2 separate regions of the Rattus norvegicus genome follow, and region 1 is linked to region 2. Evidence: chromatin contacts called from public Hi-C data. All regions are on one chromosome and are shown on one strand. The core of a region is the stretch at or near the end of the contact, and the rest is flanking DNA. Distances in the headings are between cores, read along the strand shown.

The links. A called contact is a pair of places that touch in the nucleus more often than the background predicts.
Region 1: a Hi-C map of liver shows a contact between it and region 2, with 2.9 times the contacts expected there. The contact joins the promoter of Itgb7 here to the enhancer-like site in region 2. A contact is called at or near these places in 11 of 12 Hi-C or Micro-C datasets (the A7r5 cell line, the Rat2 cell line, Schwann cells and 7 more).

Annotation. Positions count from the first base shown.
Region 1 is chr7:135,237,306-135,244,032 of GRCr8, reverse strand. It overlaps Itgb7 (integrin subunit beta 7), which reads left to right and starts at 4,962. Exons shown (of 14, transcript NM_013171.1): 1 at 4,962-5,162. The coding sequence starts at 4,962.
Region 2 is chr7:135,192,765-135,199,746 of GRCr8, reverse strand. Csad (cysteine sulfinic acid decarboxylase) reads left to right here. Exons shown (of 16, transcript NM_021750.3): 2 at 62-138; 3 at 324-460; 4 at 711-837; 5 at 922-1,012; 6 at 1,333-1,439; 7 at 1,845-1,960; 8 at 2,557-2,636; 9 at 2,907-2,961. The coding sequence starts at 335. Among named protein-coding and RNA genes, the nearest start is that of Csad, 19 kb to the left of the region's middle. Within about 2 kb of position 2,621, at least 6 of the 93 cell types and tissues checked have an H3K27ac peak or open chromatin away from gene starts, as enhancers often do. A contact at or near this core is called in liver, where this site is marked.

The DNA of each region.
Region 1 (6,727 bases), core at 3,713-6,212, 42 kb before region 2:
TGCTTCTGAGGGGAGGCCAGTGTGTCAGGGTCATTAGGAACTTACCTTCCACGGACTGGTGTCAAAAGACAAATGGCTAGTGGAACCAAGATGGATACCTAGCATCAAATGTAGTCATCACAACACAATGGTCCCTGAGCTTTCCAAAGGAACGTAAGCCATCTTCCTTCGTGTTTCTTCTTGTCTGGTGCCTTCCTCTCTGAGGTACTGGAGAGATCATCGCTTTTGGAAGGAAGCTGACCTGGATTTAAATTACAGCCCAGCCCCTTGGCTACCTGTGTGACATTTTGTGAAGTTGGTCTCTCTTTAAAGTCTCAGTCTCAATCTCTTCAGTCTATGGTATGTGTGGGGGCAGGGGTGGGGGCACCGCCACTATCTGACACGATGCTTGTGACCCTTAATTGTGCTCCTTGATAGTTTAGCACATGAGCAGTGCTTAGTAGATGGGACTCCTTCTAGGTCCTTTCTTTACCCAGCCCTCTCCTATCTGCTCCACCTTCTGATAGATCAGTCACCCTCCGAGAGTCCCCCACCCCAGGGTGTGTCACTTCCTCCTCTGCAGCCTCTAGATCTGTACACAAAGGCTGCTGCTACTGCCACCAGCAGAGGAAGGGCTGCTCCGCCAGCACCTGTGAGTACCATCAGGGCAGCAGCCCACCCTCCTCCTCCCTACTTGTTCCCTACCTCTCTGGAAGAAAGCTGTGATCTGGGCTCTCCAGTGCCCTGTCTAGTCTTGAGAAAGGCTCTGAACCCCTTTTTGCACTCCCGTGGTCCCTGTTATTCCTTTCTCTGCTATCACAGCCTCCTGCTCCTCATCCACTGTTTCTCCAGGGGAGCCAGAGGGAGGGAAGGAAATCATGATGCTATACATAAGTGTTTTCTGTGAGCCAAGGCTTACCCCAGCCAACATGGGCTTTCTCCCTGTCTGTCCCTGGCTGCTCCTTGCAGCTTGGTGCCTTTTGCACAGTCTAGAATCCTTCCCATTTGGTATTTTAGCCACAGACCTCTCATTCCTGGCCTACTGAGGCTTGAATTACACATGTGCACACTCACACACACTCACACACATGCATGCGTGCACAGCAGGAGACAGACAGCAAGTGGCAAGATATGCATGGATTGCCAAAGAAGGAAGAAGGGGACAGAATTGAGAGGGGTGGGGGAGGCCATGTATGAGTTCAGAGGCCCCCTTAGAAGAGATGGGTGGACTTGATGCCTCTGTCTCTGGAACAGGGTGGAAGTGGAGCCCCATCTATGAGATAAAGTCAAAGCTAAACTTTGTGCTGCAGAGTCTCGAGCCTCCCTGACCACAGCACAGAAAGCACGCAAGTCTGAGGTTTCGGTGAGGCTAAGCCTAGGGTCAGCCTCTCCCTGAGAGCAGAAGCTCTGTAATGTACTACACCCATCTGAGGTCACATGGGGTGGTGAGCAGGATGGGGTGTTCAACGGCTCAGTACCCCACCCTTCCCCACACTCCCTGTAGAGAGCATCAGTTCTTGACCCTGGACCCAGGCTGAGGAGAAGGTGGATGCTTTTTGGTAGACTCTTGTACACTTCTGGTGACCATGGGAATGCCACAGCACAATCCCTAGGGAGCTTATGCTGTGGATGATTAGCAATGCTGCAAACCAATGATGGCTGCTGGGTGCCCCTGCATGTCTTCCAGAAAGTTCCTAGAGAGTCATATGCACATGTGTGAGAACCGCATGTGCTTTCCTGAGTGTCATGATTAGTAACAGTAGGCCATTAGAAACCAGTACATTTTGGAAGCTGGAGAGAGCGTTCAGTGGTTAAGAGCACTCGTTGCCCTCGAAGAGCATCCAGGGTTGACACCCCTGCCCCCCAGCATCCACATATCGCTTAACAACCATCCATAACTCCAGTGGCAAGGGACCTGACGCCTCTTCTGAGCTCTGAGGGTACGAGTGTAGTGCAACGATTTACATACACATCAAGTAAAAGGAGTAAATCCAACAGCAACAACAAAAACCTAAAAGGAAGGGAAGAAACTATTAAGTTTTTATGTGAAGTTGAAGGTGGAAAGGAGGGTTTTTTTTTGTTTTTTTTTTTTTGGTTCTTTTTTTTGGAGCTGGGGACCGAACCCAGGGCCTTGCGCTTCCTAGGTAAGCGCTCTACCACTGAGCTAAATCCCCAGCCCCGAAAGGAGGGGTTTTAACATGCTACGCAGACACTGGGCTAGGCAGCCACATTCATCAGACCCCAAATGATTGAATATGACGCTCATCACAATGGGAATTTAAAAGGAAATTCTTGTTTTTTTTTTTTTTTGACAGTATCTCTCTATGTAGCCCAGGCTGGCTTAGAACTCCTCAAGTAGACCAGGCTGGCCTTAAACTCACAGAGATCCAACCTACCTCTATCTACAGGTCTAGACCGCTAACGCACACACTTAGCTTTATGTCAGTGCCACATCGTTTTGATTATTTATTTTTGATTAATTCAAACGTCTTTTTTTTTTTTTTGGTTCTTTTTTTCGGAGCTGGGGACCGAACCCAGGGCCTTGCGCTTCCTAGGTAAGTGCTCTACCACTGAGCTAAATCCCCAGCCCCTCAAACGTCTTTTGAGACATGTAGTCTAGGCTGGCCTTGAACCCCTGTTCTCCTGCCTCCGTCTCCCGGTGCTGGGATAACAGCATGCATTGCCCCATCCAACACCTTTTATTTTTGAACCATCACCCATTCAGTTTTTACTCATTTAAAATTTTTTTTTCCTTCGAGACAGGGTTTCTCTGTGTGGCCCTGGCTGTCCTGGAACTCAATTGGTAGACCAGGCTGGCTTCTGCCTCTCAGGTCTCTGGGGTTAAAGGTGTGTGCCACCACAGCCAGCTGGGCCTGATCAATTTTTAAAATTAACTAACTGGGTTGGGGATTTAGCTCAGCGGTAGAGCGCTTGCCTAGCGAGCGCAAGGCCCTGGGTTTGGTCCCCAGCTCCGGAAAAAAAAAAAAGAAAAAAAATTAACTAACTAATCAATGTTTGTGGTGCAATCTAGGACCTTACGCATAATCACACTTCCCACCACTGAACTCTCAGCTACAGAAAATTTGGCTGGGTATGGCCACTCACACCTGTCATCCTAGTACTTGAAAGGGTAAAGCCATGAGTTCAAGGCCAGCCTGGGCTACACAGTGAGGCTCAGGCCAGCCAGGTCCCTGTCTCCAAAACACCAACACCAAAGCAACAACAGAAAAGCAACCGGAGGGTTTACTTAGTGAGCAAATATGCCTGCAGATGACAAGCTTGCTGCCCTGTCCCACAAGTTGTCCTCTGACCTCCACAAACACGCTATAACATGCTGTGCTCTGTGCATGCTCTCTGCTACCAAGGAGAATAACATGCAAAACAAAACTAAGCTAAATGCACCACGCTGGAGATATAGCAGATATAATGTATCAGGCTCAGTGACTAAGAGGCTCTTCTCAAGGACTTGGGTTCGGTTTCCATGACAGCTTACAACCATCTATAACTTCTGCTCCAGGGATCGGATGCTCTCTTCTGCCCTCCAAGGGTACCAGCCACACACGTGGTGCACAGACACAATAATAAAATGAAATATAAATCCCAACATCAAAGGGGGATTTCTTCTTAGGCATCCTTCCTCTGGCTACTGCGTTCCCTGTGTGAAGCCACCTTTCCCTGAGCACACACGTCCCCATCTCTACTCCTCGCCTCTCTTCCGCTCTTCTAGACTTGAAGGCTGCCGAATAAAGTTTACTCAATTCCTTCACTTAACAGATATGGAGACTGAGGCGGGGGAAGTGGAGAGGCAGGCAGTGCTAGGTGTGCTACGGAACCATTGAGGGATCTAGGTGGGATAGAATCTGGTGCTGCCTGAACTGCGGCTTGGAAAAGATTGGGGTGCAGATGTTTCTGTTCCAGACTGTCCCACCCTTTTTCCTTCCTGCCTTCTTTTTGTTTTTGAGAGAGATCTCATTGTATAACCATAACCCTGCCTTGCCTGTAGCTCACTGCGAACACCAGGCTGGCCTCAAAAATCACAGAGATCTATCTGTCTCTGCCTCCCACATGTACCACTGGATTTAAAAAAAAGTATGTGGGGTTTGGGGATTTAGCTCAATGGTAGAGTGCTTGCCTAGCAAGCACAAGGCCCTGGGTTCGGTCCTCAGTTCCAACAACAACAACAACAACAAAAAGTATGCATATGCAGGTGTACCTGTGTGGATATGTGCATATGGATTCAGATGCCCATGGAGAGTGAGTTACAGGCAGTGGTGAGATGCCTGAAGCAGGCTGGGAATAGAATTCAGGTTTTCCAGAAAACAGTGTGTGGTTTTCCACCCCCTTAGATTTTATTGATTTTTATTTTGTGAATATGAGTGCTTCTTACTGTATGTACATCTATGTACCACATGCATGACTTGGAGGCTGAAGAGTATGTTGGATCCTCTGGAACTAGAGATACAGAAAGTTGTGAGCTGGCATACCATGTGGGTGCTGCGAATGGAATCCAGGATGGAAGGGCTTTTTTTTTTTTTTAAGATTTTATTATTTTATGTATGTGAATACACTGTGGCTGTCTTCATGCACACCAGAAGAGGGCATCGGATCCCATTACAGATGGTTGTGAGCCACCATGTGATTGCTGGGAATTGAACTCAGGCCCTCTGGAAGAGCAGCCAGTGCTCTTAACCACTGAGCCATCTCCACAGCTCACAGACCCTTCCTTAAGCTACTCTGTCCACCCTGGGTACCTGAAGCCTATACAAAGGCTGATAGGTTTCTGAGACCCCTCCCTTGCTCTGGCATCTGTCCCTTCCCACCATTTTGGAAAAGCTGCTGAATCCATAGAGGGATGTGAAACTGAGGAGAGATCCCGAGCTGGGGTAAGGTGTGGCTTGGCAACCACAAGCTAAGTTTAGAGGACCAGAGCTTGGGCCCTCCCTGAGGACCCATGTGTCTGTCTTTATATTCCATTACAGGCCATGGTGGATTCATCAACTGTTCTCATTTTTCTGCTCGTTCTGGGCGGAGGTCAGAGTGAGTTAGATACCAAGATTACGTCCTCAGGGGAGACCACAGAATGGGAGGATCCTGACCTGTCTCCACAGGGATCCTGCCAGCCAGCTCCTTCCTGCCAGAAGTGTATACTCTCACACCCCAGCTGTGCATGGTGCAAGCAACTGGTAAACATGGGTCTGCGGCCCCTGAACACGTGGGGTGCGTGTTGGGTGGGCATATTTGTGCTTTTTCTGGGTATACTCTTCAGTCTCACGTGTGGCTGAATTTGGACAGACAGGATTCCGACGTGTGACTCATATGCACATAAGTTTCTGTGCATACGTGGACGGAACCCGTGACCCATGAGCTCAGAGGAAGATGTCCTTGTGGGAGTTCATGCTTCTGCATGTGAGAAAGTGGCCTGGCCAGTTAAATTCTGTGACAATATGGAACAGAAAAATATCTCTTATGAATTGAGAGGCTTGGAATTCAAGAGCAAAATACTGGCCCGTTTGGTTCTCTCTGGACGATTTTTCCTGGCTTAGAGATGGGCCACCTTCTTGTTATATTATTACATGGGAATTGGGGTTTGGGGAGAGGGTCCCTTTGCTGTGGATTCTTTTAAAATGATATTTATTTTTATGTGAACGTGTGTTAGTATGTGGATGTGCACCCCATGTCTGCAGGCATCTGTCAAGGACAAAAAAAGGGCATTGGATCCCTTAGAAGTGGAGTTACCATGTAAACCACCATTCGGGTGCTGGGAACTGAACTTGTGTTTCTCTGGAAGAGCAGTGAGTGAGGTTAACCACTGAGCCACCTCTCCAGCCCTTCCTGTCGCATCTGAAGAGGGCACATCCCATCGTGAGGGTCTCACCCTTAGGACTTCACCTAAACCCAACCATTGCCCAAAGGCCTCACTTCACATACCATCACAACGAGAGTTAAACATTAAACCCAGGTGGGGAATTGTGGCACATGCCTTTTTTTTTTTTTTTCTTCTTTTTGGAGCTGGGGACCGAACCCAGGGCCTTGCGCTTCCTAGGCAAGCGCTCTACCACTGAGCTAAATCCCCAACCCCGGCACATGCCTTTAATTCAAGCACTTGGGTGGCAGAGGAAGCAGGTCTCTGTGAGTCCGAAGCCAGCCTGGTCTACAACACAGATTCCAGGACAGACAGAGCTACATATTGAGGTTCTGTCTCAGACAGTAGATAGATGGATAGATGATAGATAGATAGATAGATAGATAGATAGATAGATAGATGGATGGACAGACAGATGGAGGGACAGACAGACAGAGGGACAGACAGATAACCACAGAGAATTTGGAAGAAGAATCCAGTCCATAGCAGAATGTACATGATGGGGCTTCTGAGTCTGTCTCAGGTATGAATGTGTGGATCACTATTTCCCAGCATGCAACTTGGAGAAGGAAGTAAATGAAGGCTTCCAAAAGCCTGTGGACTTAGGTGAGATTGGTGGGAGGAGGCCAGTGGGAAGCCCTGGGGTACCTGAGGGACAAAGGATGCTGCGGAGTGTGTAATCCTTGCTGGTCAAAAAAATGCTGTTCTTGATGGATGCCTTAAAGAGGAAGTGCTCCAAGAAGAGCTTCAGCAGCAGTCTCTCACAGGAAGATGGAGACTTAGATCAGTGCAGACTTGGTAAGTAAGATATAGGGCACACTGACAGGCAGCCATATTTACAACTGCCTAAAGGGACCACGAAACCATTGATAGTGAAACTGGAAG
Region 2 (6,982 bases), core at 1,372-3,871:
CATGAGAGTAATGCCACTGCCATGTGACTCTGGCTTTACCCTGCTCCCTCTGCTGTCTTAGTCCTGTTCTGAGAAGTCCATTGTGTACCTTGTCACCAGCGCGTCTGAACCCTCTCTGAACCTTCCTGAAGCTGGAAGGTAAGTCCCCCACCTGCTCTGTGCTGGGTGCCTTTCCCCTCTTTGTTCCCTCCATCTCCTCAGATGCCTGCCACTGCCCTCATCTGAACTCAGCCAGGACCTCAGCCCCTTACCAGGTAGAAGGCCTTGCTGTGTCCAGGTGGGGCCTGCAGGCTGAATGAAGAATGGTTCGACCCTGTTTGCAGATTTCACCCTGATGGCTGACTCAAAACCACTCAGAACCCTGGATGGGGACCCTGTGGCTGTGGAGGCTTTGCTCCGGGACGTGTTTGGGATTGTCGTAGATGAGGCCATTCGGAAGGGGACCAATGCCTCTGAGAAGGTGGGCTCTGTCTCCCTCCTCCTCCTGCCTGTCATTTTGTAAACTTGACTTCATTGAGTTCACCCCTGTCCCTGGTGTACCTCATGATGGCACTCTGGGTCTTATATCTTTTGCTTCCCCTTGCTTGGGTACACTTGTGAAAACATCCTTGACCTGTTCTAATTGCAAGTTGCTGATGCCTTACACCTGTTACTTTCCGGCTAGATCTCAGCCGGGGTCTAAGAGCCTGCCTCTCGGCCTCTCCTCCTAGGTCTGCGAATGGAAGGAGCCTGAAGAGCTCAAGCAGCTGCTGGACTTGGAGCTGCAGAGCCAGGGCGAGTCTAGGGAGCGGATCCTGGAGCGCTGCCGGGCTGTGATTCATTACAGTGTCAAGACTGGTGTGCCTGGGAGCCTGGCGGGAGGGCTTTCGGGTGCCAGGACCCAGTTCCAACCTGAGTCCTCTGCCTGCTCCTCCTCCGCAGGTCACCCCCGGTTCTTCAACCAGCTCTTCTCAGGATTAGATCCCCATGCTCTGGCCGGGCGCATCATTACGGAGAGCCTCAATACCAGCCAGTGAGCCATCTGGGCCTTCTGGGTTTGCTGGGAGGAACCATCTGGGTAGGAGAGGAGAATGGTTTCTGCCACTTGCCACCATCTTCTACTGATGCCTCTTGTCAGACAGAATGTTTCCCCTGCTGTCTGTCCCTTGAGCTCCTCCGCCAGCCTCCTTATGCCTCCTGACCCCACTGTTTTCCTCATGTGAGCTTTCTGGTTCTTTGATACCCATCGATTTCTCTCTTGGGAGCCTTATTCAGCCCTCTGTGTCCCCTAGCTTGAAGACTTAGCTGGGCCGTGCTTTCATCTCAGCCTCTGTCACCAATGTCCTCTGGCAGGTACACATATGAGATTGCCCCCGTGTTTGTGCTCATGGAAGAGGAGGTGCTGAAGAAACTCCGTGCCCTTGTGGGCTGGAACACTGGGGATGGGGTCTTCTGTCCTGGTATGTGAGAAGGGGGCTTCCCTTGGGTCTTGGTAAAGGGTCTGCCTCCCGTACTTTCTCTTGTTCTGTGTAACCGGTGTGGAGGGGTAATGGCTGTTTCTTCTCTGGCTCCACTGGGCTGGACTGTGGAGGAGCTTCCTAGTCCCCTTATCTTGTTGTTGGCCAGGAATGCTCTAGGGTCGTATGGGGAGGGAAAGTGTCCCTACCGGGCAGCTCAGGGTGTAGAGGGTTTATGTCCTGAGGCTGTTCAATGTGGGGTGCTATTTGTGAACCCCAGGAGTTCATGGATTGGGAGCTAATGTGATGCCTGCTGCTTTGATCAGTTCTGGACGGAAAGGTCAGGGGAAGGAAATGTCAGTCTTGACTCACCGTCTTTCCCTCCTTCTCCCACCCTGCCTGTGACAGGTGGTTCCATCTCTAACATGTACGCCATAAACCTGGCCCGCTTTCAGCGCTACCCAGACTGCAAGCAGAGGGGCCTCCGGGCCCTGCCACCCTTGGCCCTCTTCACTTCAAAGGAGGTAGGAAAGAGTAGGGGGTAGGGAAGCAGCATAGACCTGACCCGGGACTCCTGAGTCTGACCTCTGCCCAGCTCAGTCAGAGACCCTTCCAGTCATCCTCCTGCACTCAAAGGGCCTGCTTCCTTCCACGGAGGCCAGATAGGTGCTTGTGCTTGTTTTGCCTTCTTGGGGTTAGGATAGGACAAGTGCAGTAGATACAGGTCTCACCTCTGAGGGAAGTTTATGGTCCAGCAGCACCAGCATCACCGGGGAGGTTATTAGAAATGCAGAGTCTCAGGCCCCGCCAACTCTAAGTCTCTGTTTAACTGGAATCCAACACAGCTCCTTCACAGAACACTTGAGCCGTGCGGTGGTCCATGCCTTTAATCCTAGCATTCAGGAGGCTGAGGCAGGCGAATCTTGCCAGCCTAGTCTACAGCCAGAGCTACACTGAGCAAATCTGTCTCAAAACAAAACAGAACAAGATCCTTTGAAAACCCTGGCCATAGGGCCCCTTCGATCGCAACTCACACAGCTTCTGCCAGCCTCTGCCCTCCTATCCTCAGTGCCTCCAGCCTGCTCAAGTAATGCTGACCTGGCCTCTGTGTTCTTCACAGTGCCACTACTCCATCACCAAGGGAGCTGCTTTTCTGGGACTTGGCACCGACAGTGTCCGAGTGGTCAAGGCTGATGAGAGGTGAAGGTCCTTCTGCCGACATGGCCCTGACCCAGCTGGGCACAATGTGTCGTCTACTTGCCAAAATGCTCTGGCCTCAGGCCCTTACCCCGTCCCCTCCCCCACCACTTGCCGCTCCTGCCGCTCAGTGCCCACTAGCATCACACCCCTTGCTGAGGTTCCGTCTGCACCCTGGCCTCTGCGTAGCCCCTCCGCCTTCCCTGCTGTGTCAGGTGACCCCCTGGTCTGGAGCACCCGAGTTTTCTCCACTCACTCATCTTTCTTTTCCAGAGGGAAGATGATCCCTGAGGATCTGGAGAGGCAGATCAGTCTGGCAGAGGCTGAGGTGAGTGAGGGCCCTTCTGTCCCCTCAGGAAAGGTGTCTTGGCTCTTCACTGGAGATCCTCCTCTCGCCTCTCCTTTATTTCCACCCTGTTAGTGTGCAGAGATGCTGTGGGTTAGGCTCTGGATTTCCCAAGCAACCTTGGGGGTGGAGGTGAGGTGGGAGTGGGGTGGGGGGTAGGTTCCTGAAGCAGACACAGTGAGGAAGGTTTCTGGGGCTGCGGTCAGTACAGGGAGCCACTGAGGAGGATATGCAGGCGTGGTGAGCAGGGAGGCCTAGGGAGGATGTGGGCTTTACCCCTCGCTTCCAAGTGGGACAGGCTTTGTGCACGGCAACTTTTAAATAAAATTGTCTGCTGATTCACAGTTCTTCCACTCAGATAATTGTTAATTATCACAGGCTCTTAGAGTTCTGTGCATGAGGATGTTTCCTGGAACAAAGCATGAAATGAAAAATATACCACCAGCTGGTAGATAAGATAAACGGTGATATCTCCAGTCAGTTTCTTCGTCTGTGAAAGGGATGTACTGCAGAAGTCACTGCATAAGGTGGTTGTAAGGACTAGGTAGTCAGTGTGTAAGGATTAGGTAGTCAGTGTGTAAGGACTAGGTAGTCAGTGTGTAAGGACTAGGTAGTCAGTCAGTGTGTAAGGACTAGGTAGTCAGTGTGTAAGGACTAGGTAGTCAGTCAGTGTATAAGGACTAGGTAGTCAGTGTGTAAGGACTAGGTAGTCAGTGTGTAAGGACTAGGTAGTCAGTGTGTAAGGACTAGGTAGTCAGTGTGTAAGGACTAGGTAGTCAGTGTGTAAGGACTAGGTAGTCAGTGTGTAAGGACTAGGTAGTCAGTGTGTAAGGACTAGGTAGTCAGTGTGTAAGGACTAGGTAGTCAGTGTGTAAAGCACTAGAGTGGCTTTGGGTGTGGTGCCCTGATGTCAGCTGCCGTCTGCTGCTGCTGTTACTTTTCTGTGAGACAAGTTCTTGCTGAGCATCATGGATTGGCTTTGAACTCAGGGTGTAGCTCGTGTTGGCCTAGACTTGATCACCTTGGCTTAGCGCTCTTGGTGCTGTGATCACAGATGTGGGCCATCACGCCAAATGTCTGTCACCTTCATCGGTATCATCACCACCTCTAGGGTACAGTGTAACAAATGTAACATGAGAAAACCTTCACTGCACACGCAATATGAATTTCAAGTCACTGTGCAGGATGAACGGCCTATTCTTGCTATTTAGAATAATGTGTGTATATATTTTAAAAAACATTTCATTGTTTTTACGTTTATGGGTGTCTTGCCTGCATGTGTGTCTGTGATCTGTTTGAGGTCACAGTGTCCACAGAGGCCAGAAGACGGCATCATGTTGCCTGGAACTATAGTCACACATGGATGTTAGCTGCCGTGTGGGTACCAGGAACTAAACCTCTGTTCTCTGGGAGAGCGGCTGGTGCTTCTAACTGCCAGCCATCTCTCTTTTCCAAAGATCTATTTTTATAGCCAACTGATTAGTTAAATTTTATTTTATGTAATGGGTGTTTTGCCTGCATGCATGTCTGGAGTATTGTGTGCATTGCATGCAGTGTTCATATCCCTTGAAACTGGAGCTACAGACAGTTGCGAGCTGCCTTTTGGGTGCTGGGCATTGAACTAGTCCTCCAGAAGGACATCATTGATAACCTATGTCCTCTTCTACCACCATCATTATCATCATCACCACTATCACCACCATCACCATCACCTCCACCATCACCATCATAACCATCACCATTATCACCATCAACACCATCAACACCATCAACACTGTCCTCACAACCATTACCACCACTACCACCACCATGACCACCACCATCATCACCACCACCACCACCACCAACATCACCAACATCACCAACATCACCACCACCACCATCATCACCACCATCACCACCACCATCACCATCACCACCATCACCATCACCATCAACATCATCACTAACACCATCAACATCACCACCATCACCATCACCACCATCACCACCACCACCATCACCACCACCACCAACATCACCAACATCACCACCACCACCATCACCACCACCACCATCACCACCACCACCATCACCACCACCACCATCACCACCACCACCAACATCACCAACATCACCACCACCACCATCATCACCACCATCACCGTCACCACCATCACCACCAACATCATCACTAACACCAACACCATCATCACCACCACCAATACCATCACCATCATCACCACCACCACTACCACCATCACCACCACCAATACCATCACCACCACCACCATCACCATCATCACCACCACCATCACCACCACCACCTTCACCACCACCACCACCATCACAACCACCACCATCACCACCACCACCATCACTATCACCACCACTACCACCATCACCACCACCAACACCACCACCATATAGTAGCCTACTGATAGCAGTGTATGCTGCCTATTACAGTGTGGTCCCGAGTGCCAAACCCTAAAGAAAACTGACTCACCTCAGGAGCCATCAGCGTTCAGTTCCCAGCTAGGGCTAGAGGTTTTCTAAAGTAGCTGTGCCATTTTACAATCCCAGCAGCAAGGGATGTTCCAAATTGTCTGCATGCTCACCAACACTTGGTATTGATTTTCTTTCTTTTCTTTTTTCTTTTCTTTTTTTTTTTTTTTGGAGGCAGGGTCTCCTGTAGCTCAGGTGGGCTTTGAACCCTCTGTGTAGCCAAGGACAACTATCAGTCCTGACCTTCCTGCTTCTGCCTTCTGAGTGCAGAGGTAATGAGTGTGCACTACCACCGGGTTCAAGTTGTGTTGGTGATTAACACATGGCTTTGTGAGTTCTGGGCAGGCACCCTGCTAACTGAGCTACATTCCCAGCACACACACCACACACACACACACACACACACACAGACACCACACACACACACACACACACTCATACTCACTCTCTCTCTCATGCATGTACACACACACACTCACACACAGCCACCCCCACAGCCCAGCCCACCCCACTTGCACCCCCTCGCACACCCTCACAGCCCTCCCCATCCAGGTGGACTTTCCTGGGGCTTGGGCTGCCCCGTATTGCTCCACTCGTCAGTCATGGGGACATGAGAAGAGGGCAGCTTGGTTTCCCATTTGTTTCAGGCCATGGGCCATTCATTACTACACTTGTTGAGAGCAATCCAGAGGACTTGTTTGCAAGTGTCTGGAAGTTTGTGTTGTGACTTAATTTCAATTGTATGTATTTGTCATTTTGATCAGCCGTTCATCTATGGTAGGCATTGGGTTGTGTTGTGACTTAATCTCCATTGTATGTATTTGTCATTTTGATCGGCCGTTCATCTATGGTAGGCATTGGGTTGTGTTGTGACTTAATCTCCATTGTATGTATTTGTCATTTTGATCGGCCGTTCATCTATGGTAGGCATTGGGTTGCTCCTGTAGTTCAGCCATTGTGAACAGTGCTAGCCAGACAACTGCCTCTTCGTGTGATTCACCTACTTTCAGCTAGTGCACTGAAATGCCTGAGGCTTGGTAACGTGATGAAGAAAAGAGGTTTGTTTTGGCTCACTGTTGTGGTCCAAGGTTCAAGGCTTAAATCTGGTGATGCCTTTCTTACTGGCAGAACACCACGTCAGTACAGGGCATCACATGACAAGAGACAGGGACCGGGATCGTGTCTCCTCCTCCCTCTCAGAATCCATCTACCAGTAGCCAACCATAAGGGCTCAGCCTGTGACCTACACTAAGCCCTACCCCAGCATCACTGTTGGATTAAATTTCTACTTTCTCAGTACTTTATAGTGGGGATTGAATTTCAACATGCAAACCCCAGGAGTCACTAAACCAGACCCAGACGGTGGCAACTGCTTTAGTTTTAAGGATTCATGCCCAGAAGGGGAATTACTGATAATTCCATTTTTTAATTTTATTTATTTTGAGTCAGGGTCTTGCTGTGTAGCCCAACTTGACCTCAAGCTCAGAGTGATCCTCCTGCCTCAGCCTCTTGAGTACAT